Regions from separate parts of the Rattus norvegicus genome. Here regions 1, 2 and 3 are each linked to region 4. Evidence: chromatin contacts called from public Hi-C data. All regions are on one chromosome and are shown on one strand. The core of a region is the stretch at or near the end of the contact, and the rest is flanking DNA. Distances in the headings are between cores, read along the strand shown. Region 1 has its middle 160 kb from the start of Spry1. Region 2 has its middle 340 kb from the start of Rpl23al3. Region 3 has its middle 130 kb from the start of Spry1. Region 4 has its middle 320 kb from the start of Spry1.

What was found. Hi-C and Micro-C count contacts between places; a contact is called where the count stands out from the background.
Region 1: a Hi-C map of liver shows a contact between it and region 4, with 3 times the contacts expected there. The contact joins two enhancer-like sites. A contact is called at or near these places in 2 of 12 Hi-C or Micro-C datasets (both in liver).
Region 2: a Hi-C map of liver shows a contact between it and region 4, with 4 times the contacts expected there. The contact joins two enhancer-like sites. A contact is called at or near these places in 2 of 12 Hi-C or Micro-C datasets (both in liver).
Region 3: a contact with region 4 is called in a Hi-C map of liver, with 2.5 times the contacts expected there. The contact joins two enhancer-like sites. A contact is called at or near these places in 2 of 12 Hi-C or Micro-C datasets (both in liver).

Annotation. Positions count from the first base shown.
Region 1 is chr2:122,644,630-122,647,776 of GRCr8, forward strand. No RefSeq gene overlaps it. Among named protein-coding and RNA genes, the nearest start is that of Spry1, 160 kb to the left of the region's middle. Within about 2 kb of position 1,847, at least 8 of the 93 cell types and tissues checked have an H3K27ac peak or open chromatin away from gene starts, as enhancers often do. A contact at or near this core is called in liver, where this site is marked.
Region 2 is chr2:123,020,754-123,023,648 of GRCr8, forward strand. No RefSeq gene overlaps it. Among named protein-coding and RNA genes, the nearest start is that of Rpl23al3, 340 kb to the right of the region's middle. Within about 2 kb of position 1,273, at least 3 of the 93 cell types and tissues checked have an H3K27ac peak or open chromatin away from gene starts, as enhancers often do. A contact at or near this core is called in liver, where this site is marked.
Region 3 is chr2:122,615,690-122,618,735 of GRCr8, forward strand. No RefSeq gene overlaps it. Among named protein-coding and RNA genes, the nearest start is that of Spry1, 130 kb to the left of the region's middle. Within about 2 kb of position 1,287, at least 14 of the 93 cell types and tissues checked have an H3K27ac peak or open chromatin away from gene starts, as enhancers often do. A contact at or near this core is called in liver, where this site is marked.
Region 4 is chr2:122,803,390-122,806,464 of GRCr8, forward strand. No RefSeq gene overlaps it. Among named protein-coding and RNA genes, the nearest start is that of Spry1, 320 kb to the left of the region's middle. Within about 2 kb of position 1,327, at least 10 of the 93 cell types and tissues checked have an H3K27ac peak or open chromatin away from gene starts, as enhancers often do. A contact at or near this core is called in liver, where this site is marked.

The DNA of each region.
Region 1 (3,147 bases), core at 597-3,096, 160 kb before region 4:
ACCCAGTCCTGTCACCGTGAGATCTGCCCTTGTCACCCTGTGACTCCCCCTCTCACCCTGAGACCTGCCCCTGTCACCCTAAGGTCTGCCTCTGTCACCCTAAGATCTACCCCTGTCACCCTGAGATTGCCCTGTCACCCAGAGACCTGCCCCTGTCACCCAGGGACTGCACTGTCAGCCTGAGACCTGATCTTATCATCCTGAGATCTGCCCCTGTTACTCTGAGATCTGCCCCTGTCATCCTGAGACACGATCTTGTCACCCTGAGACCTGCCCCTGTCACCCTGACACCTGCCCCTGTTGCCCTGAGACCCTCCCCTGTCATCCTTAGCCATGATCCTGTCACTCTAAGAATTGCAAGCAGATCTCGTTCCTTGTCCTGCACGTATCCTGTTTCATGAGTCTTTGTTGCTGGAATGTTCACATCAAGCCCAGGACGGCACGCATACCTCTTAAAGGTGCTCAAATTAAACAGAGAAAAGATGCCGTTGTAAAGTTCTACGTGACCTTCTATTAAGGAATATGTGACTTTGCCTTTGTGAGCACGAGTAGGAAGAAAGAAGAGAGAAGAACCAAAGATGAGGGAAGGAAGTTAGAAAGGGAAGGCAGAAGAAGGAAGGGACAGAAGGAAGGAGAATGGGAGGAAAGAGGGAGGCAGGAGGGAGGGAGAAAAACAGGGATGAAAGGAAGGAAGAGGGAGAGAGAGAGGAGGAGTGAGGAAGGAAGAGAGAGAAGGGAAGAAAAGAGTAGGAAGTCGGAAAGCTTAGAAGAAAAGAAGGAAAGAGGAAGGAAGGACAACGTGAGCTCCCTGCTGTGTTTCGTTCTTAGTTGGTGTTTTCTTAGGCCCGATCTGGAACTGAAATGTGGTAGTTCACGGCACCAGAGGCTGAGCCTGTGGTTTTTACTTCCTGCTCCAGCTGGATCTCAGACTTCCCTAAAGCAGTGTTTGGGATGTGGAACCCAGCCTCCCGGTAGAAGAGCCTTGGCCTGAAGGATCTGCTTACATGTAGCTATTTTCACAGACTAAGTGGCAAGCTCTCAGAATAATCATGTCTGCGAGGTGTTTCTGGGGCATTTCCACTCCCAGCTTCACATTAATTGGAGAGGCCGAGGATACAGCGAACAGCGGAGTCCTCGCCCAGGTTCTGGAGGTGTGGAACATACTGATAGGGAGGCATAGGGAGGGTTCCTCTGGCCCTTTCTTCCCAGCATTTTAATTTCCTTCTCTGCCACCAGAGAAGCAAGAAGCATTACAACGCACGCTAATATACCATATCCAGCACAGTTTTAAAATGCACATGGAGGTCTGGGGATAGCTCAGTCAGTGGAGTGTTTTCCGACTGAGCACCGGATGATCCCCAAACCCCCCTTTAAAAATCCATGCGTGGTGACTCGTCCTCCCTGGAACCACAGTACCAGAGAGTTCGGCACAGAGGGATTTCCAGGGCACTGTGATCAGCTAGCCGAACCTGAGCTGAGGCCCCAGTGAGAGCCCAGGCCCCAGTGAGAACGACCTGCTTCAATAAAGATGGTGGATTGTACTTGATGAAGGACATATGAGGTTGACCTCTGAGTCCCACGTACGTACACACGCACACACACTCACACTCCACATGGACTATGAAGTTGTGATTGTAATTTGGTTATATTCTTTTGGGTTCACTATAACTTGCTAGGCTCTGTATATTTGATGAATCTCTTAACCTAAAGGATGCTGCGGGTGAATTCCTCTGGCAAAGAGGCCTTGTCGCTTACTGCGTTTGCTGGCTTCCCTCCTCTTCCTGACTCACGCACTGGCTGAGACCGCTGAGCTCCCTAGTCCCTTACTCCGTTTTAATGCAAGCCAGGGGTGCAAAGTCCCCAGCTCAGCCTGTCAGAACTTGATAGTTCTGTAAACACTAAAGTTCTTGTTACCATAACACCAGGAAAAATAATATGGGATCCTGCGTATAAATATAGTGGAGGCCCTGGGGAATGGGAACAGTTCTACATGACTTGAAGCCCCGTCACAGCCTAATCTCTTAGAAATAAATGTCAGTGGCGTCCCTGGAATCACAGCGTTTTCTTTTTTTCATTTTTTCTTTCCTTCTTTTTCTTTTTCTTTTTTTTTTTTTTTTCTGACTGTGGTGCTCAGCTTCCTAGAGAATAGTTATGCCTCGGGATTATCTTTTACCTTAGTATAGTTATCTGTCCTGTTTGTTTTTTTCTTTCTTTTTTTAATTATTCACGTAAGCCACGGGAAGTGACAAGCATCTTACTTCGGGCACAGGGGCCTGGGAATGATTAACTCCTGTTCGTGGGCGGGGACTCTGTGCAGCAACCCCTTGGCTCACACCCCTTTGGCTCAGCCACGACAGCCCAGGGCTCTGGACCAGCTCTCCCCTCGGAGGTGGGGTGAGAATTACTGAGGTACACATGGTGTTGGCACGGTATTTACGGGCTGCTGTCTCTGTTGCCCACTCTTGGTGGCTTCGTGTGGCTGACTGCGTTTCTCTGTGCAGATGCGTTTGGCTGGCCTTCGCTTTTATATTTATCCTTGCTTTCCTGAGTACATTTGAGAATCCAAGTTAGACTTGGCCATAGCCGTGGCTGAGTCTGGCTTACGCCACCAGATTTTATGTGTTTCTCCTAAATACCATTGAAAAACCGGGCAAACCTTGGCAAATTCCATACTGAAAAAATTGGAGTCAATAGAGAGCAACACAATGGCTCAAGTTTTAATCATAACTCAACTCAAGTTGTGTTGGTAAATCTCAGTTATCTTGGGGTGCTATGCTTAAAGCATTGGATGGAGGAGAGAAACCCTACCTCACCCACAGATGTTTAAGAGTTTGAGGCCAGCCTGGTCTACATAGCAAGTTTCAGGCCAACCAGAGCTACAAAGTGAGACCCTGTATCAACCACCTCCCTCCGCCCAAACACCACACACAAACAGAACAGCGCAGAACAACACAGCAATTCAGCAAACCTCCCAAAGCTAGAACCAAGTGGGGTGAGGATGTGAGTCCAGTTAGGAGAACAAGAACACGCCGAGGGCCCATTTCTATAAGTAGAAGGGCTGAAATCAGGACCAGTTCCATATATTGTTGCTTATTAAGCATCTTTGTAGTAAGATCTGTTTTTGTAGACAGCAGGATGAGTTAATAG
Region 2 (2,895 bases), core at 23-2,522, 220 kb after region 4:
GAGAAGGAACTCTGCAGGCTACCAAAAGAGAAATCTAGACACTAACCCAGTCATCAAATCTTTGACCTACAACCTGTCCTGCCCGCAAGAGATGATGGGGCAATCTAGTGTTGCAGAATTTGTGGGAGTGGCCAACTAATCTGATTTAACTTGAGGCCCACCCCATAAGAGTGAGCCCATACCCTACACTGATTGGAAGGTCAGGAACCAGAGACTGGGTAGCCTAGAGGCCTAAGGTTGAATCAAGCACACTGGTCTTAAAAAGAAAAATCAATGAAATGATTTGTGATGATATTTTGCTATACTCATAGATCAGTGCCTCCTTCAAAGAGGCTTTCTCTCTCTCATAGGAGAGTGGGTGCAGAGATCCCCAGCAAAACTGTATGCAAAGAGAGTCTAAATTGGAGGTCTCCATTGGGTTCTTCCCCTCGGGGTTTGGGGAAATACCATGGAAGAGGGAAAGGAAAGACTGTGTAAGTCAGGGGAGAGAGTGGACACCAGGAGAGCATGGTCCACTGAATCAACTATGATTCAGCATATGAGCTCATAGAGATTGAAGCAGCAAGCACAGAGTTTGTGGGAGTGTGCATCAAATCCCGTGTGTGTGTGTGTGTGTGTGTGTGTGTGTGTGTGTGTGTGTACGTGTACAAGCATGGATGCCATAGGAGGCTAACAGAGAGTGTTGGATCCCCTGGAGCTTGAGCTACAGGTGGTTGTAAGCCATCTGAAAGGGAATCCAGGTCCTCTGCCATAGCAACAAGTGTTCCTAACCACTGAGTCATCCGTCCAGCCTCTGTTCATGTTTTCTCTATGAACTTTCAGCATGAAAGTTGTCATTTTCATCTTGGTCGTTTCTAGCCTACAGAGGTCTCTTATGAAGGATACTGGAACAATTCAACCTTCACATCCTAACCCAGCTAAGATGGAGAGCATATCCTCAGAGTACTTCAACTGACTTCATGTATATATAGGGAAATATATACAATATAAATATTACTTATGAAACATCCCTATTATTTAAAGACAACCACAGGTATATAATGACTGAGGCAGCTTCTGTCATCAGTGCTGCTCCTCAGAAAAGCATGCCCTCTACAAAGGTTTCTTTTCTAAGGCCACACGCTGAAGGGAACATGGCTGCACCCATTTCCTCCTCTATTGCAACAAGAGGTCATGTTTGTTTAGAACGCTCATGTCTGCTCAGCTTGCACACTCTACAGCACCCTGCCAAAGAACACAGTCCCCCAACCACTTAATCTCTAGTGCCCTCACTTTCTGGTCCTTGGCTGTTATTATAGGAACTGGATCTAGCTAGACTTTGCCTCTGCTGCAACAGGGGAATATTAGGGTATCTTGTGCAATAATTTGCAAACAGTGGCTTGAGAGAAATGGGACATAGAAAAAACATACTTCACACTCTGACCTCTCTACATTGTCACAGGGACTGTTTGGCTGGGCTGGCTTCCCAAGATGGGTGAGGGTAAGAAAGAAAGAAAAACAAAAGGGGGAGAAAAGAAGAAGAAGAGGTTAAGAGCTGGGAGAGGTGGGAAACTTGAGGTCAAATTTCAGCTTATCTAACTAGCATGAAACTTTATACAAGACACTGTTATCTTTAAGGCTCAATTTCTCCATTCATAAAATTTGAAAAATATGAGCTGCCTGGATTTCTCAATGGGTAGAGACCTGCTGCTGAGCCTGATGTCTTTAGATGGGACAGGTAAATAATTAGCAGAGTCTAGCTTATGTTTAATTTCGTTACACTGTTGTTGCTGATGCTGTATTTAGGATCATTAATGAAGTTTTATATGGTCTTGGGTTTACTTGGACCCCAGACAAAATGGCTACACACAGAACAAAACCTTAAGGAAAGAAGGGTTTACCTTGGCTCCAAGGGAAGGCATGGGGACAGGAACTGAAAGAAACTAGTTACATTGCATCCACAGCCAGATTACACAGAAGTGAGGCTAGGCTATCAGACTCCCCTCCAGTACCTTGCTACCTGCAATGAAGCTCTCTCTCTTAAGGGTCCCACAACCTCCCACAATATCACCATTAGCTGGAGAGCAAGTGTTAAAACACAAAGCCTATGGCCAGTGCACATTCAGGCCACAGCAATGGCCAAGGTGAAATGAGCATTTTTCAACCATGTCCAATACTCCCACATAACACAACTATGGTCACTATGCTGCTAAATAGGACATAAGGCAGCAATTCCGTAGCCATGGGGAAAGAGAGTCCTCACACTCCCAAGAGGCTATGAGAGTTCCAGCTGGGATACCTCTACTTGGACAGACAACCTCGAAGTGTGGCAAGTGGTCAGGTGCTTCTGATGGTAGGACTCATGTCTCTCTGGAAAGTCTGCCTCTAGAATGGTAGAGTGGACATCAGTGTGGCTGAGCATCTGTATGGTGTGTACTCTCCTCTAATGGTGGTTGAGAGACTGTGGTATAGTCTATGAGCTGTGAGAATGTTCAACATTTTCCATATTGTTGACATAAAGTTTCGGAAGGGTCCAACACTCTAAGTCAAAGTCTTAAAGTCTGTTAGCTTCTGAAATTCTAAAGGCATACAGCCTTTGGGTACTGTAAAAAAAAGTAGACAGGGTTCAAAGGTTTGAAACAACAAAGAATACAAGATGGAAGCAAGAAGAACAAAAATAATGTAAGTGAAAGTAATATTTTGTAAAGCATTTGATCAACTCAAGATTCAAATTAATATTTCTTCAAATGGTTTTAATAAGATGATGGAACAAAACCCCACAGAGAGCCTAATGATGAGTGGCTGTCCATCCTTTCCGGAAAATACACCCTTGACTTCTTTCTTCCTGGACAGAGATGCCTGTTTATGCAAAGCTCTCCCTTGCTCTTGGTTCTCTCTGAGAGGTTGCCTTGGTGT
Region 3 (3,046 bases), core at 37-2,536, 190 kb before region 4:
CATCTAGCATGGTTTAAGGTGAGCCCACCTTCCTAGGGGTCCCTTAGCCAGGTCACTGGTTAACCCACCCAGAATGCTGATTCCTCACCCACAACAGATATTTCATCTTCTTGAAGAATAGAATCTGGTCTCCCTGTAACATCCAGCCACTGCTGTTGTGTTGTTTACCCCCTGAGGAGGTGACCCTGCAATCATTCAGGAGATGAGGTGAAATTGGGGAATAATCCATTTTTACCACGAAAGCCTAGAGATCAGTTCTTAGTCTATCCACCAGAAGTTCTCAGTGTCTGGCAGAAGTTCTGTTCTCCAGCCAAGGTACTGCCTGAAGGTGGAAGAGGAGGAGGGGGAGGAAGAGGGAGAAGAAGGGGAGGAGGGAGGAGGAGGGGGAGGGAGAGGGGGAGGAAGGGGAGGAGGGAGGTGGAGGGGGAGGGAGAGGGGGAGGTGGAGGAGTAGGAGAAGGAGAGGGAGGAAAAGGAGAAAGAGGAGAAGGGACGAGGAAGAGAAGGAGGGAGGGGAGGAGGGGGAGGAGGAGGAGGAGGAAGGAAATCAGACCTTCCTCTGCCATTCTGGCCAGAGAAACAAAGACAGAGTGGGAACTGCTGCTTTGGGGTCCCTGCCCCTCCTGCCAGTCCAGTTTCTATCTCCTGTTTGCATCTTTTGTGCTTCTATTATGATAATATGTCCATAATGTAAAATCATCTGGCTAGAGTCCAGGATGTGTTCTGGTCACTATACTAAAGTTGTTATCTATCTCACAGAATTCTCCCAGCATCCAGCGCTATGGGTACCATCAGAGCACCTTTTTATGGAGGAGACAAACAGCTTGAGAAGGCACTCTTGACAGTGGCTTGATGAAACCCTTGTTGCAATTCTCTGGACAGAAAAGGGGTCATTTTAAAGTCTCTTTTTCCTCCCCTTTGTTGGGAATATACAAACTGGAATCAGATTTTATTTTTAACCGAATAATAAAAAGATGCTCTCTAATTTTAAAATGGTTTTCTTTGGGGTGTGTGTGTGTGGTTTGGAGATGTAGTATCTGCAGGACTAATCTGGTTAATTCTGGATATTTCCTCTTCCAGTCCTTCAGTCTTCTGTTCTCAGGACAGCCTCCATTAGCCTGTGTCTCCGGAAGGCCTGAGTTGGAGGCGGTGTTGGAGCTCTGGGAAACTCATTTGCATACTCTTGTTACAAAGGCGACCACGTCCTGGTTAAGACAATGTACTGTCTGATAAACAGACTGTGTCTCCCGCTTCTGTTGGGCCTGCGCCAGTGTGTGGCCGCCTTTGATACAGGTGCTGTTTATTCTGCCTGGAAGTCCAAGGACAGGACAAACTGTTTCAGGACCTAGGGTCACAGCTTGTGCCCCAGTGAACCAAGTTTGGCAACCTGTCCTCAATACATCGCTGGAAAAGCCAAATTAATAATGAAAACCAGAAAAAAGGAGATTTATTTAACATAACTACACAGGGAAGAAAGACAAAGATCCAGAGACACAACTCCCTCAAATCCACCTTTGGAGTCCTGACAGGAGGATACAGTCTAAATAGAAAGCAAGAGACCCACAGAACTAAGTAGTCTGGCCAAGGTGTAGTCCTCATCGTCTCAGCTCCGAGTCTCTCCTCTTTGTCTGGAAGAGAAGCTTGTCTGCCCTTAGCTTCAGTATCCCCCACCCTCAGGAGGAGACTCCTGGGGTGATTCCTCTGTGTCCCATGGGAGGAACACAGGCAGGTGGCCACACAATCAACCTCCTCCCTTCTCTGGCAGAAATTTCTTGTGCCAAAAACATTTCTTAATGTTGTGTTATGGGGGGGGGAGCGTTGGAATTCCCCACATATGCTGCCCTGGCTTGGTGAAGGAGTTATAAACAAAAAGGTTTGTCTTCTCTAGCTATAAATATCTTGGGGTTCGGGGAAATCAGGAAAACACAGTGCAAGGGAGAAATTCTGATCAAGGTTTGCCAAGCTTTTGTTGATAAATATTTATTTTCACATCTGTTTTCTGCATGTTCTCCGTCCTCCTCCTCCCTCCCAGTCTTACACACACTGATAAGAGGAAATGGAAGTTTAAACAATTAACTTTGGACGGTAAGACTTGCTGCTGCTCCAGAATCCAAATAAAGCAGGATGGAGAGATGGCTCAGCCCTCAAGAGAACCTCTTGCAGAGGACCAGGCTCTGTTCCCAGTACCAACATGGTGGCTTACAACTGCCTGTAACTCCAGTTCCAGAAGATCCAGTGCCCTCTTCTGACCTCTGAGGGAACTGGGCCATGCCTCAGCTGCACATAGATGCAGGGAAAACACCATGCACATAAAAGAAAAGTTGTAAAAAGGATCCGGGCAATCTCTTCTTTCTACTCTGAGGTGCCACACATTTATGGCAGTTAAGGTAAGAAATCCCTCCGTTTCCTGTTCTGCTCAAAAGTCATTCAAATCTTAACGTGACCAAGAACGTTACCGGTGCCTGTCACCAGGGAAAGGTTTTCTGTGACCCACAGACTATTTTATCTTGTTCAGTCAATAATTTTCACAAACCTGCATTTCCTCCAGGGAACAGAGGTGCTGTTTCTTCCTATTTGCATAGTGACCCAGGATACAGTTCTTGCATTCCCCTGAGTCCAGTAGTGTGGGAGCTGGGGGGCCATTGGGGCAGTTGGGACCTGCTGCCACTGAAGCTGTTGTGGAGGGGACAAGGGCAGTCTGAGCAGGCACCAGTTCGTGTTCTAAAGGGCCACTGGTGACCTCTGAAAAGTCCCAATGGCCTCTGGCTGCTGGGGGTCAGTGATGAGACAGAGATGTAGCATTCTGGGACTTAGCTGATAAACTGCGGGAATGAGGGAGTGTGGTTATTGTCAGAGTAGATTCCTCACTCGGAGGTGGTCCTGGTTGGCATTATGGGGACACATGACAGGTGAGATGATCTGAGAGTATGGAAGAGTATTTCCAATTGGATATGAGATGTGGAAACACCTTGTATGGAAACCCCTTGCTTCTTCACTGTAGGGGGCTTGCTTTGAGAAGGCTCTCCAGGGCCTCCTTCAGTGGGAGA
Region 4 (3,075 bases), core at 77-2,576:
ATACATTAGTCTTTATCCTATGATTATTGTGTTACCATAAACTCAAATGAATTTGACCACGTAGTGAACATAGCAGGACAGTCCACAAAACCTGCTTACTGCTCGTGGCATGGAGCAAGTCCCATGGTCAAGTGCATCTGGAAGAGTCTCTCCCACACACTGACTTGGGGAGTGGGAGTCAAGCTGACTCCTTCAGCCCTGGGCTCTGTGATTACATCCTGGCATTTTGGTGCAAAGTGAATCCAATGCCTGAGAAAAACTTAAGACCCAGGCCCTTCGGTGAGTGAGTTATTTGAAAATGTCTTGTAGAATTTTATGGTTTTTTTTCCTTCTCAGTATGAGGTTTAATATGGTTTCATTGTATAAGAAGAATAGTCTACCTGACTGGCCCCCATGGTGAGCAGAACTTCCTCAGCCTTGCTGGAACTTTAAGTCCTGTCCCTGAGCAGGCTGAGAGAGGCTTCCTGCCCAGGAGTGTAGGTATACTGAGTGTGGGCCCAGGGGGCCTCCGTTTGGGGTACAGTGTATCTTAGGCTGAGGAAGCAAGCAGACATCTCCAGCTGCCATCAATCAGCTCAGAGCCTGGCTGGAGCCTTAGTGGGTGGATTCTGCTCTGTGTGGTGGAAACACAAGGAGACAGAGACAAATGTTCTCTGGCCTTGTAGCTCTCCTCGCTGCCCTTTCACTGTCCTTAACATGCATGCTCAAATTGATTTAGCCCCTTTCCTCTCAACTCAGCCGTCTACTTTCCTTGCAGACTGACAGCTTTATGTGCGGCTGCCCTGCCAGTAGCTACAGTGTTTCAGAAACATTGACTTCCAGGCTTAAAGGATGAGTGAGGAGGGGTTGGGGGTGGAGAGGAAGGGAGGTGAGCTTGACTCATTTTAATTCCTTTCTTTTAATGGGGTGCAAAACATGCCCATCACGGCACCAACTTTGTCTCTCCCTCTTGTTTTTCTTCTTTATTCCTTTTCTGTGTCAATGATTTCCATGAAAAGGTTTGACTAAAGCCTCGCACTTGAAAAGCACATCTGCCAGGTGATGTCAACGCCTGGCCTGCTCCGTTTCCTGTTGGGTGGTGAACATGCCATTCTCTCATTGCCCTGGAATGCTGATTTGGTCCAGGGGCGAAGGCCAAACACAGGTAGGGTCAAGCTGGAGAAGCAGGGTGTGGGGGTGCTTTCTGTCTTCAGTTCAGCTTTTGAGGGAGGGGCGGGGCTGGGAAGAGACTAGAAGCAGTTTATTGTCTGTTCTGCAATGTAAACTTAGAGGAGGGGGAGAGGGCAGGAAGTGAAAACTGGACTGTCAACAGAACCTTGTCAGCCGCCTGCACAGCAGGCAGACATGCCAAATGTTAGGTGGACCTTTGCCTGGGACAAGCCAGGACCCAGGTTTGACCCTTACCCTGACATTTTTGGAACTGGATAAAAGCACCTTCTCGGAATGTGTGAGAATATTTCTGGCATCAAAGGTCGAAGACTGAGCCTCGGAGTTAAAATAAATATTCAGGGCAAGGAAGGAAACAGTGAGGTGAAGGGTTTGATCAGATATGAGCTGGGAGCTCACGGAGTTCATCCCCCTCCTTGTATTCTCTCTGGTTTCATGTGTTCATCTACATAGCAGCCAACACACAGCATGTCCTTCCTGCTCCTGTGGGGAAGGGTTGAAGGGAGGCCATTGATTTATGCAGACAAATAAAGATAAAAACAAACAAAATAAAATAAAGTAGGTTGAAGCATGAACCCTGGCCAGCGTATTTTCCGTTATTCCCTGAGATAGGTATTTAGTTCATTGTGGTGTCTTACTCTTTAGAGTGGTTGGGAAGATGATGCAGGAAGAGACAAAAGTATTCCCACCTTTTTATAAGAAATAGAATCTGGGGGAAAGACCGTAAGACAGACACATACTTTTCTATGCACACAAAAACATAGAGAAAAGTTTTCATTGATCTTACATGGTTAACATTACGGTTCAGGACTCTAGTTGCCAGCCCAGTAGGCTTATTGCTGAATGCTTTCTGCGTTTCCAGAAGCTGCTGAATGTTGGTTGCCCTGCTAGGCACCGAGATGGCATGTGGGGTGATCTTCACATTATCAGGACTCACTGGGCAGTCCCTCTCTCGAGGGGTCTTCATGGTTGACTGTTCCTAATCAGACAGTGCTCTGAAATACCCAGTTCCTTTGGAGCCGGGCACGGGATGCCCCTGGGGAAGTGAAGCATGCAGTTCCTGAAGCCAGACATTCAGTCTCCACTGAGGACCATGGATGGCTGGGAAAGCCTCCCTACTGGTCTCTGGCTTCTTCATCTTGGGACGGAAGGTATCCTGTGGCCTGCTCACTGCTGAGGGTATGGGCAGAGGCTGTCTGGCAAGGTCAAGGGTGGCTCAGGGAGTTTCTGTGTCGCTTTGTGCAGCCATGGGGCTTTCTTTACCAAGATCCCGTGAAAATACCATTTGAAAATGCAAGCCTTGCTCGGCATAACGGTCTAACAGGTGAAAATACAAGTGCAGGACAACCGTTCCTCTGACCATGAACCATAGAAGTGACTGTAAGTCTCTGTTTAAAGGCCACGGGAACATATATACATATTCAGTAACTGAAAGCCTCCTTTTACTTTCAAGGATGTACTACCGAGGGTGTTCGTACTCTAGGAAACGGGAGGTTTACAAGAGCATTTGTTCCGAATGCAAACTTGGGATCTATAATAGTCTTCCTTTACCTATGACTCCACTTCCTGAGGTTTTGACGGTAGTCAGCTATGGTCTGAAAATGTGGAATGGAATGATCCATCATGCGTAGGTCACACACCCTTCAAAGTAGTATGATGAGGTTTGCTGCAGGATATAAATCATCCCTTCACCTGGCACATCTACCAGGTTCATCCCACCTACACCTCACCTACTTCTCAGCCATGCTGGAGATCATATCCAGAACCATGATTCCTCAGAGCTTGTGTCTGAGTGACCCTAGGGACATTGTGGGTAAATTTAAGATAGCACATCCTTACAAGTGCTCAATTTTATTATGGCAACTGTTCTAGTTTTGTTCTTATTTTATTCCCTGCTGCTGTGATGGG